3 separate regions of the Mus musculus genome follow, and all the other regions are linked to region 3. A link is a contact called in public Hi-C and HiChIP or PLAC-seq data. All regions are on one chromosome and are shown on one strand. The core of a region is the stretch at or near the end of the contact, and the rest is flanking DNA. Distances in the headings are between cores, read along the strand shown. Region 1 has its middle 23 kb from the start of Gm41879. Region 2 has its middle 44 kb from the start of Gm41879. Region 3 holds the start of Emx2 (empty spiracles homeobox 2).

Evidence for each region. Hi-C and Micro-C count contacts between places; a contact is called where the count stands out from the background. HiChIP or PLAC-seq counts read pairs in DNA pulled down with a chosen protein or histone mark.
Region 1: an H3K4me3 HiChIP or PLAC-seq map of craniofacial prominence shows a contact between it and region 3, with 6 times the contacts expected there. The contact joins the enhancer-like site here to the promoter of Emx2 in region 3. A contact is called at or near these places in 5 of 39 promoter capture datasets (embryonic stem cells, hippocampal neurons, liver and 1 more), 1 of 15 datasets of contacts at CTCF or cohesin (the NIH/3T3 cell line), 4 of 484 Hi-C or Micro-C datasets (cranial neural crest and uterus), 10 of 115 datasets of contacts at active chromatin or transcription factors (T-cell acute lymphoblastic leukemia, astrocytes, craniofacial prominence and 7 more) and 4 of 9 other capture datasets (embryonic stem cells, embryonic tail, embryonic trunk and 1 more).
Region 2: a Hi-C map of uterus shows a contact between it and region 3, with 2.0 times the contacts expected there. The contact joins the enhancer-like site here to the promoter of Emx2 in region 3. A contact is called at or near these places in 6 of 39 promoter capture datasets (the 3T3-L1 cell line, embryonic stem cells, hippocampal neurons and 2 more), 1 of 15 datasets of contacts at CTCF or cohesin (the NIH/3T3 cell line), 8 of 484 Hi-C or Micro-C datasets (embryonic stem cells, nephron progenitors and uterus), 12 of 115 datasets of contacts at active chromatin or transcription factors (T-cell acute lymphoblastic leukemia, astrocytes, craniofacial prominence and 6 more) and 3 of 9 other capture datasets (embryonic stem cells, liver and macrophages).

Annotation. Positions count from the first base shown.
Region 1 is chr19:60,014,394-60,017,677 of GRCm38.p6, forward strand. No RefSeq gene overlaps it. Among named protein-coding and RNA genes, the nearest start is that of Gm41879, 23 kb to the right of the region's middle. RefSeq lists an enhancer at 1,049-2,444. Within about 2 kb of position 1,673, at least 7 of the 459 cell types and tissues checked have an H3K27ac peak or open chromatin away from gene starts, as enhancers often do. A contact at or near this core is called in craniofacial prominence and embryonic limb bud, where this site is marked.
Region 2 is chr19:59,993,716-59,996,834 of GRCm38.p6, forward strand. No RefSeq gene overlaps it. Among named protein-coding and RNA genes, the nearest start is that of Gm41879, 44 kb to the right of the region's middle. Within about 2 kb of position 1,521, at least 4 of the 459 cell types and tissues checked have an H3K27ac peak or open chromatin away from gene starts, as enhancers often do. A contact at or near this core is called in uterus, where this site is marked.
Region 3 is chr19:59,457,398-59,460,682 of GRCm38.p6, forward strand. Emx2 (empty spiracles homeobox 2) reads left to right here and starts at 1,293. Exons shown (of 3, transcript NM_010132.2): 1 at 1,293-2,227. The coding sequence starts at 1,819. It also overlaps Emx2os.

The DNA.
Region 1 (3,284 bases), core at 423-2,922, 560 kb after region 3:
TCGGTCTTGAGGACACCTCTTTAAATTCTCTTAACTCCTTGTGTTCTGGGGTCAGTGTTTTGAAGAGGGTCAAATAATAGAAAATGATTTTTCTCTTGTTTCTTACATTAACAAAAAGATGAGAACCAAAAGTTCAGAACTTAAGAAGAAAAGCCATCGCTGTATTGCAATGAAATTTTGTCTTTAATCTTTCCTAGGCCTCCACAAAAGTAGAGAATGGTCTAGGCCTGTGCACGGCAGAGCAAATGAATGACTGCAGAACTCACTTATTTTCACAGGGGTGGTATTTATTAAGCCTCTTGACTTTAACCTCACTCACAAAACTATTTTCACATGTAGATGTAATTATGAAATTGAGAGACCTTTCAATTTTGCTAAGAACTCTCAAGTTTGAAATTAGCGATAACCTTCTTTAGCCCCAGAGCTAGCCAAGGTGTACAGCTGACTAATGAAATTGGAAGCAGGAGGTTGGCCAGTTCAGTAAGTCAGATCTGCCGATAGCTACATGGCCGGGCCGGGTCAGTTTCCTGAAGAGCCATTTAAACTTAAGGTGACACACATGTTTATACAATTCATTAGTTATTTGATATTCAAGATAAGAAAGACAAAGATGCATCATTGATGCCATACCTGCTAAAATAAAAATAGCAAGAGTAACAGGGGTGGGGGTGGGGGGTCCTGCATCAAAGTTACCCAACACAATCATATCTCCTCAGCACCAATGTGGTAAGAAAATATACCTATCACAGGCCAGTGTGTCTGATTATTTCCCTCAAACAACAGATTTTACAACTTTGACTCCTTACATCCAATATGGCTGAAAAAAAAAAAAAAAAAAAGGATCGTCCTGCCAAGTCTTCAATGAGAACACAGGTCACAGAGACAGTCATGTTGTAGAATTTACCAGATGAATCCCTTTGCGAAGTAAGCAGAAAATGAAGAAAACCCAGATGGAATTTTAGGGTAAAGATAAAGACAGGATAGTGAGAATTCTCAGTATTTTTTTTAACTATTTCTTTTTCCCAAAGAAAACCAAACTAAAGTGTGTCAAAGTGAAGTGTAACGGGCTGTGCACTGTCCTCGGCAGACAGGGTGGCTCTGTCACCTGTTTGGGCCACCGTGAGTTTATTAGACCTCTGTAAAGCAAACCTGATGTGGGTCATGCGGCGGTCAGCTGCTCATCTCTGCTGTTGTCCCAACTGGCCCATCCAGCTACTCTGGGAAGAAGAGAATGGCTTCTTTAAGGAATCAGGCTATTTATAAAATAAATATTAAATCTAATATCTATTATGCTCAAATGATATTGTGGAGAGCTCCAGTGGCTGTATATTTGCTGAGCACCAGCCTCCTAGGAGTATAAATCGCCCCGTACTGAGGAGAAACACAATACAGTTCGCCAGAGACTCGGCTGCAAGGTGTAACTGCTTGTCTACGGGCAAGTAATGACTTGCGTTTTCAGCTGCTTCTTGGTAAGAGCCTTAGTAATTGGAATCAGTTATTCAAAACATCGCTAAATGTGATTTAAATGGCAAGGATTTAATAACAGAGAAAGAAGCCATTAAGGGGGTTCAAGCAGGGGAGAAGGGAATTCCGTTTTTTAGAGCAGAGGGAGAAAAATAAAGCAATTACTTGATGTAAAGGCCAGAAACAGGACTCCTGCTGTCAGGGAGAAATCAAATCTGTCAGCAATTAGTGAGGTCTTAGGAGGTAAAGAACTCTCCAGTGCTGAGCAGTGAATAAGGGGTTAGCAATTATATGAACTGATAAAAGTGTTCTGGTTTCCAAACAGCGGGTTAACAAGCCTTCCTTTTTCATAACTCGATGCAGATGTGACGGTCACACTTCAGGGTGTTTCTCCAGCAAAGTTCTATAGGACGCCCATCCCAAGCAACTCTCCATCTTAAACTGCATTCTCAGTACAAGCCCCAGACCAGGGGTAGGAGATTTGGATAGCAAAGATTTTCCTTCATTAAAAATCATGTCCCTTGAACATACAATTAGAAACAGAGAGTGAAATGGGAGATCTCTATTCCTGTCCATTCTTCCAGGAGGGTTGTGATTAAACAATAACTTCCCATGGTACGAGCTTGTCACTGAATAAGCAACGGGCTTCATTACTGAATGTTGTTAAGAGATATGTTTATCCATTTTCAGCCCACAGGTGACTCTGCTCTTTAAAAGTCTTTGGAATTGACAGATGCCAGGTCAGAACTCATTGTAAGTGAAGCCTGTGGGGAAGAAAGATAATTATTCAGTCATAAAGAGTTAGAGGGCTTGCTGTTTCACAACCAGGCATTTGAAAGGAGGCCATCTGAGCAGCCTCCTCTAGAACTTAGCCTCGCTGACTGTGAGGGTGACTTGTTTATATTTTCTGTGGCTTGTATACTGTTTGAAAGACATACGCCACAAGACCTAGGTAACACTCACAAAGAAATCAATCACCCGGAGCGTGCTACTGATCTCTCAATGGGAGACAATTAGACAAGTCCTTTTCTCTTTATATCCACACCAATAAATCCAGACTAAGACACTAAGGCACTGAGGGCTTCTTCTGCTTTTTGTACTGTATAAAGTAATTATGAGATCATTTAAATTTTTCCACTCAATGTACAGTGAAGGGATTTTCCATTTTGGGCAAAATTCTTCTGACCAAGAGATTCTTGCCTGCCCTCTTTTCTGGAAGATGAGGTCTGCGGAGCTCCTGGTACTGAAATATCTTTGTATCTTTTTTAAAGCTGAGGATCATGTTCATGCCAACAACCCTACATAGTGTCAGAGAGCAAAAACAGATATGAAGGTAGTTGGGAAGAAGGAGGTCAACAGGGGTGGGAGAAGCTTAAGAGAGAAAGAGGGAAAATGAAAACAGTACATCATATGCAATGTTTGTGTCAGTTACCTTGCACATGTGTATGAAGCTGATGAAAATATCTCATGTCATGTCACTGGAAAAGCTAAACTATGATCTTTAAGTGGAGCCTATGAAAGAAAGACACGGTCTTCTGCAAAGCATTGTGAAGAAGCTGAAGTAAGCATGGTACAGCAGCGCACATCTGACTATAATTAAGGCACTGTGGTTCCAAGGCAGGAGGATTCTCAAAGTCCAAAGCCAGCATGATCTGTCTAGCAAGACACTGTCAATAAGTAATTTAAGTAAGTCACAAATAAAAGCTCAAAGAAAAGATGTATGCATTTTGTGATGTCAAGTTCAGCTGTGGCAATGGCACCTCTATTAGCAGTTGGGTCGTGGTAGAATTTAGTAGCCAGAGAAGACTGTATAGAGTGGA
Region 2 (3,119 bases), core at 271-2,770, 540 kb after region 3:
GAACATCTCCTGGTTGACCCCTGCCCTCACTTCACCTTCTCCTCTATGCCTGTCTTTGTTTCTGTTTCTTGTGGGGCACTTGCCATTGGAGAGACACCTGCATACACTTAGATTATTATACTTAGAGATCCTTCATTAATGACTTCTGCCAAGAACCCTCCCAAGTTAATTCCCCCCCCCCAAAAAAAATGTGGTGTTCACATATTCTGAATGTTGGAACCTCACTCAATTTGGGGGCCCACACTCAATCTACCTCATGTATGTTAACTGGATCAATCCCGCAAAGAACGAACAGGCTAAGAAAGAGCTGCCTGAGAGGCAGGAAGAAAACTGGAGCATGATTGTGTCCAGTAAGGTAAGAGGACCCAGTCCCTCAAGGCAGAATCTGTGATGGCTACAAATCTATCAGGGTAAGAGTGGGTAGATCCAAGTGGTGACCCTGATGAGTGTTGTATTACCACAGTGATGGGGCCTACAGATTAAGGGATGCAGATTACAGCTAGAGAAGTTTGGGGTTTTTTTGTTTTTTTGTTTTTTGTTTGTTTGCTTGCTTGCTTTTTGTTGTTTTGTTTTTAGAGTCATTACAAGAAAAGACCTCAATGAAGAAGGTACACTATGCAGTTAGAGGATTGGGAAAGAGGCAGCTGAGGCTTGACTGTAGGGGGAACTTAGCCTGGGAGCTAGGAGAGTTGTTGGTAGCTTGTTGTTGTTGTTGGGGGCAGGTAGAAGAAGGGAAGCTAGAACAAAAAGCCACAAATGGGCTTTCCAAAGGGCAGAGATATAAATATAAGTCCAAGCATAACTTGGCTAGTAGGGATATGGATCTGGGACTCATGAGCCAATAGAAAGGGTTCTACAAGTCAGGAGAGCAGATGAAAGGAAGATTCTAGAAGAATATGGAGAATGGGTATGCACTGAATGGGGTAAGAAGAGAGAACCTTCCTAGGTGAGCAATAATGAGGCCATATGTGAGCTTGGCCAGAGGAACTTATAGGTGGAGGATGAAGTTACATAGCAAGAAAGTGACACAGAGAAGACAGGGTTATGAAGGGAGGAGATTTCAAAGGAAAGGGGGGGATGGAAAGGTAAGATGCACTTGCAAAGACCCCTGGGACTGCTGGAGGACTCATGCCAAGAGAGCCACTTCCTGTGACCCTGCATCTATTGCCTTCAATTTGTAGCCTGGAAAAGCATCCTGCACAAAGCTCCTAGGTGAATTCAGGAGAAGAACAACTCAACAGGGAAAAAGAGGTATTCATACCTAAGATGTCAAGAGAATTCTGAAGAGCCAAAGACCTAAAGGAATTGGAAGAGGGCAAGATAACCCTAGACAAGAAGACATCCTCTTTTGTAACTCAAGAGAGCCCAGGGAAATTGTCAGGGGAACCTCATGTCCCCTGGCTGTAGCTGAGAGGTTGTTGCCTTCGTTTTTGTGTTTTCATAACCACATGGAGCATGCATGAGTCTAAGCAGATGAGTCACTCCACTAGATCAGGTCTTGTCCAGGTCACCATGACCTTCAGCATCACTGATGGTCATCTCTCAGCCTTCCTCTTACTCATGTACAGTGTTGGACACTGTTGATCAGTTGTTGTCCTTCAAAATAGTCTTTTCTAGTTGTGTTAGTATCCACATATACCTAATGTAGCTAGAAAAGATATATAGTATAAAAATATATATAATAAATAATATATGTGTGGATATATATACATATGTGTATATATGTGTGTGTGTGTGTATGTGTGTGTGTGTATAAAATGCTCCTCCGAATAATCTGAGCCCCATTTCTTTTTGTTGTTGTTGTTTTGTTTTTGTTTTGTTTTGTTTTTTCCAGGACAGGGTTTCTCTGTATAGCCCTGGCTGTCCTAGAACTCACTTTGCCCATTTCTTATTTTAGCCACCGCTATGAAAAAACATTCAAATGAAGGCTTGCCAACTTTGGGCTTTGTATAAGTTGACCATGACTCATTTCTCTTGCTTCCTATCCTGGGGCAAGAAAGAACTAGATGGCAGCAGAAACCAGATCACAGCAACTCATAAAAAAATCCAGGGATGCAGGGGAGTTCTCATCACTTGGAGCAACCTTTTGTTATCCCAGATGGATCTGATGGCCATGTGCTTATTCCATTTTGGAGGCTTGTTCCATACAGCATGAACCTTTCTTCCTCACTGCTCACAGCCCAAAGAACTGACTCACCACTATGGCTTCTTCCTATTCCTGTTTTGTTCTCCTTATTCCTTTCTGAAACCCATTTGAAAATAAACTGCTCCATATGTGGACCTCTATTTCAAACTTTCCTTAAGAAAAGACCAGGCTAAAAGTCCTGGTTTGGGGGTAGAATTCTAAGCATATCTGTACACACAGCTTCAACAGGCTATGCTACTTCACAGTGGGTCTGACTTCCAGCTGGTTGTAGATGTGCTGGAATCCTTTAGATGCTCAGATGTCAGTTGGTGACTTGAGATTATGTTGTTGGCTCATTCCATAACCTATATTATTATTTTCATCCCTATGAGGTTCAAGGGTATTTTGTTTGTGTCTACATGCCAGAGATTAGCACCACCCCACTTATCACTAGAAATAAGGTATGGTTGAGAAATGATCCTGCTTCCAAATCCTACCCTGGGTTCTGCTTCCTGGAGTCACTGAGGATACCAAGAGTCTTAATCTTAACTCCTCCAAAGAAGAGCCCCAAATGAAGGTCCATACACAGGTAGTTTGGTTTGAATGTAGTTCTCCAAGTAGAGGAGTAAGACAGAAGGACAGAAGACAAAGAAACCAGGATGGATGGATGGTCTCAATAAGATCTTCATATTTCCTAGATATTATGAAGTACATTTATCAACTTGTACTCAGGAGTAATGGGAAGTGTTTAACCAGGTGGTGTTACCAGCTTGGAAGAGACAAGGTAGAGAGAGGATGGCTAGTATGAGCTCTAAGCTGGAGTAGCTAGTTGTCAGAATGCCTTGACTGTCCCGTCCAGCAGGACTCAGTTATTTGTGGGTGCGAGGGGGACCACAAACCTGGGAGAAAATGAGATGGGAGAGAAAAGAGGAGTGGAGACCAAGTAGAACGTTCCTATCAAGGTCTCCGTTTATTAGGCTGAAACTCTGGGTTT
Region 3 (3,285 bases), core at 43-2,542:
ATGAATAGATAATAGATCTTTAACCACCAATAAACAGAGAGCAGCGCCAGCAGGCTGGGGGGATGTGATCATAATTATGCCTCAGCGTGAGCCAATGGGGACGAGAGAAGTCGGCCCTAAAATCATCCCAAAACCGAAGGCAAGCTCGAAAATGCGGACAGGGCCTAGGACCGGAGACACAATCCTAAGTGCCAGGTTGCGAAACCTGGATTTGTAGAGCAACCCAGCCCTGGGACAACAGATGTCAGAATAAAAATAGGTACAGTAATAATAGCAATAATGGGAACAGTGTCAACGCCACTAAGGACAATGGAACGATAACACAGTCATAACTTCAGCTTCTGACCTAGGACCCAAGACTCCTTTCCCAAATAACCCCACATTTCCCAGAAAGAGCTGTTTTGGGGACAGAAGTGACCACCCTCCAGAAAGGATAAGCAGAAACTCTTGGGTGCAAGCTGGAAGTCCACTGCCACGGTACAGGCGCAGCTGGCCCCTCAGGTTTGAACTTAAAAAAACGAACCAGCCGGGTCAAAGACTGCAAACGCGTGGACCCTGGAACCTCGAAGCTACGCTTGGTTGGAGGGGTGGGAGGACCCCCCCCCTCGAGCGCCTAGGAAACCTCGGGAGTTTTGCTGGGGGTGGGGATTGGTAGGAGTGAAGCGGGTTAGCCCTTGCCCGGAACCAGTCCCCGCCCGCTTACCCTCGCCGGGCGCCCGAAGCCATCTCAGTGACCCGGGCGCGGGCCTCCAGGGGACAACCGCAGCGGAGCTTAGGGTGTGAAGAAATCTGCGTGTCCGTCCGTGATTCAGTCCCATCAGCTCCAGCGCCGCAGGCTTAGGATCCAGGGGTCCGCAGCAAAGGCAGCGCAGCCCCGAGACTCTGCAGGGACCCGGGTGCCCCGGTGGGAGTGGTGTGGGTGCAGTAGGAGGCGGTGGCTGAGGGGGAGGAGGAGGGGGAAAGAGGAGGAGGAGGAAGAGGAGGAGGAGAGGAACGAGGAAGAGGAGGAGAAGAGGGAAGCGGAGGAGGCGAAGGAGGAGGAGAGAAGCCGCAGCGGGCGCCGCAGGAGCGAGGGAGCTAGCCCGGAGCGCAGGGCGAAGACACCAAGAGGTCGGCGGCCGGGCGGGCGGCTGGAGGCACAGCCGGGGCAGTAGCGCCGACTCCGTTCCATTCTGGGCCCGGATCCAGGCCTCCGGGTTCCCAGGCGTTCGCCTCCCTCTGACGCACTTTAAAGAGTCTCCCCCCTTCCACCTCAGGGCGAGTAATAGCGACCAATCATCAAGCCATTTACCAGGCTTCGGAGGAAGCTGTTTATGTGATCCCCGCACTAATTAGGCTCATGAACTAACAAATCGTTTGCACTACTAGTGAAGAAGCGAACACTTCCATGGATTGTCCTTGGACTTAGGGCGCCCTGCCCGCCTTTTGCAAAGGAGAGAAAACTTTTTTTTTGCCTCCCCGAAAACCCCCTCCCTGCCTCTAACTCCAATCTCCCCCCCCCCCACGCCACCTCGCTCAAAAAAATATTACCCCAATCCACGCCTGCAAATTCTTCTGGAAGGATTTTCCCCCCTCTCTCCAGGTTGGGCGCGTTTGGTGCAAGATTCTCGGGATCTTCGGCTTTGCCTCTCCTCCCCCTCCCCCTCCTTTCCTTTTTCCTTTCCTTTCTTCCTTCCTTCCTTTCCTTACCCCCACCCCCACCCCAAACAAACGAGTCCCCCATTCTCCTCGGTCCTCGCCGCGGGCAGCGGGCGGCGGAGGCAGCGCGCCGCGGTCGCCGGGAGCAGGGAGCCCAGCGCGCCCGCTCCTCGGCGCAGCATGTTTCAGCCGGCGCCCAAGCGCTGCTTCACCATCGAGTCGCTGGTGGCCAAGGACAGTCCCCTGCCTGCCTCGCGCTCCGAGGATCCCATCCGTCCCGCGGCACTCAGCTACGCCAATTCCAGTCCCATAAATCCGTTCCTCAACGGCTTCCACTCGGCCGCCGCCGCCGCCGCCGCCGGCAGGGGCGTCTACTCCAACCCGGACTTGGTGTTCGCCGAGGCGGTCTCGCACCCGCCCAACCCCGCCGTGCCGGTGCACCCGGTGCCGCCGCCGCACGCCCTGGCCGCCCACCCCCTGCCCTCCTCGCATTCGCCACACCCCCTCTTCGCCTCGCAGCAGCGGGACCCGTCCACCTTCTACCCCTGGCTCATCCACCGCTACCGATATCTGGGTCATCGCTTCCAAGGTACGTGCCACGTCGCGGAACTGAAGCACGCCGCTCCGGTCGCCTCCTTCATTGCGCCCGGCCTGCTCCGGGTGGGCGCTCCTCGAGGCCTGGACGGGCGGAGGTCAGCCCGGGTTCTTGGTTCTGAAACTGGGCAGCTAGGGGCCCGAGAGGCTTTGGTCCCCAGTCTCTGAAGCTCGTTTGGGTTACTGGCTTGCCCACTCCTTGACCCTTTGTAAAAGGGTGCAAACGAGGTGTCCCGTGGTTCGGGCCGGGGTCGGGCTGGCTGGGACACGATGCTGGGCGACGAAGCCCGCTGTCAAGAAGCTCTGAGCCCGCGAGGTCTTTGAATCCTGTTTCCCTGGACCGTGTTCCCGGCCGGTCTATCACTCAGGGACTCGGACAGGGCCACATGGCCAGGTTCACTGGACTTCAACTCTGCTCTACACTCACTCTATGTCCCCCCAGCCCAGACCCGCAACTTCTAGGTCTTCAACCCCTTTAAGGAGACAAGGAGACCTTGGAAACCTCAGAGCAAACTGTTTCCTTCCTCCTGCTCTGGAGGCCCAGGGAGGGGCGGGAAGAGAGCGAATAGAAACCTCCACAGCTCCACTAGTTCTCTCAGCGACCTGTTTAACCCGGGCACCCGCTGGACGTGGCGGGAAGTCGGGTTCCGTTTGGTCTTTGGTTGCTGATTTTTGTTTTTGTTTTTGTTCTTCCTGAGAGAAAGAAAGAAAGAAAGAAATTAAGAAAGAAATTTAAGAAAAGAAAAGAGAAAATCCAGTCGAGAGAAGGCCCGACAAGGGAAGATCTGTTTGGATATCTTCATTTTTTTCCCCGATTTAGTAATTTTGTATGCTTCTGGGTTGGGGTTGGTAAGAAAGTTAAAACTTTAGGAAAAGGGTTCGAATTAGTTTGCCGACTGCAGTCCATAAAAGACCTACCTCCGCCGGGCGCGATCGATAACGACGGGCTTTTCCATTCAATAACACTTCGCATTCCTGTCAGTCTAGACTCGGGTGTATGCCAGCTCGCCATTTTATATATTTATATATTATTTTAAAACACCCCAACAAAAC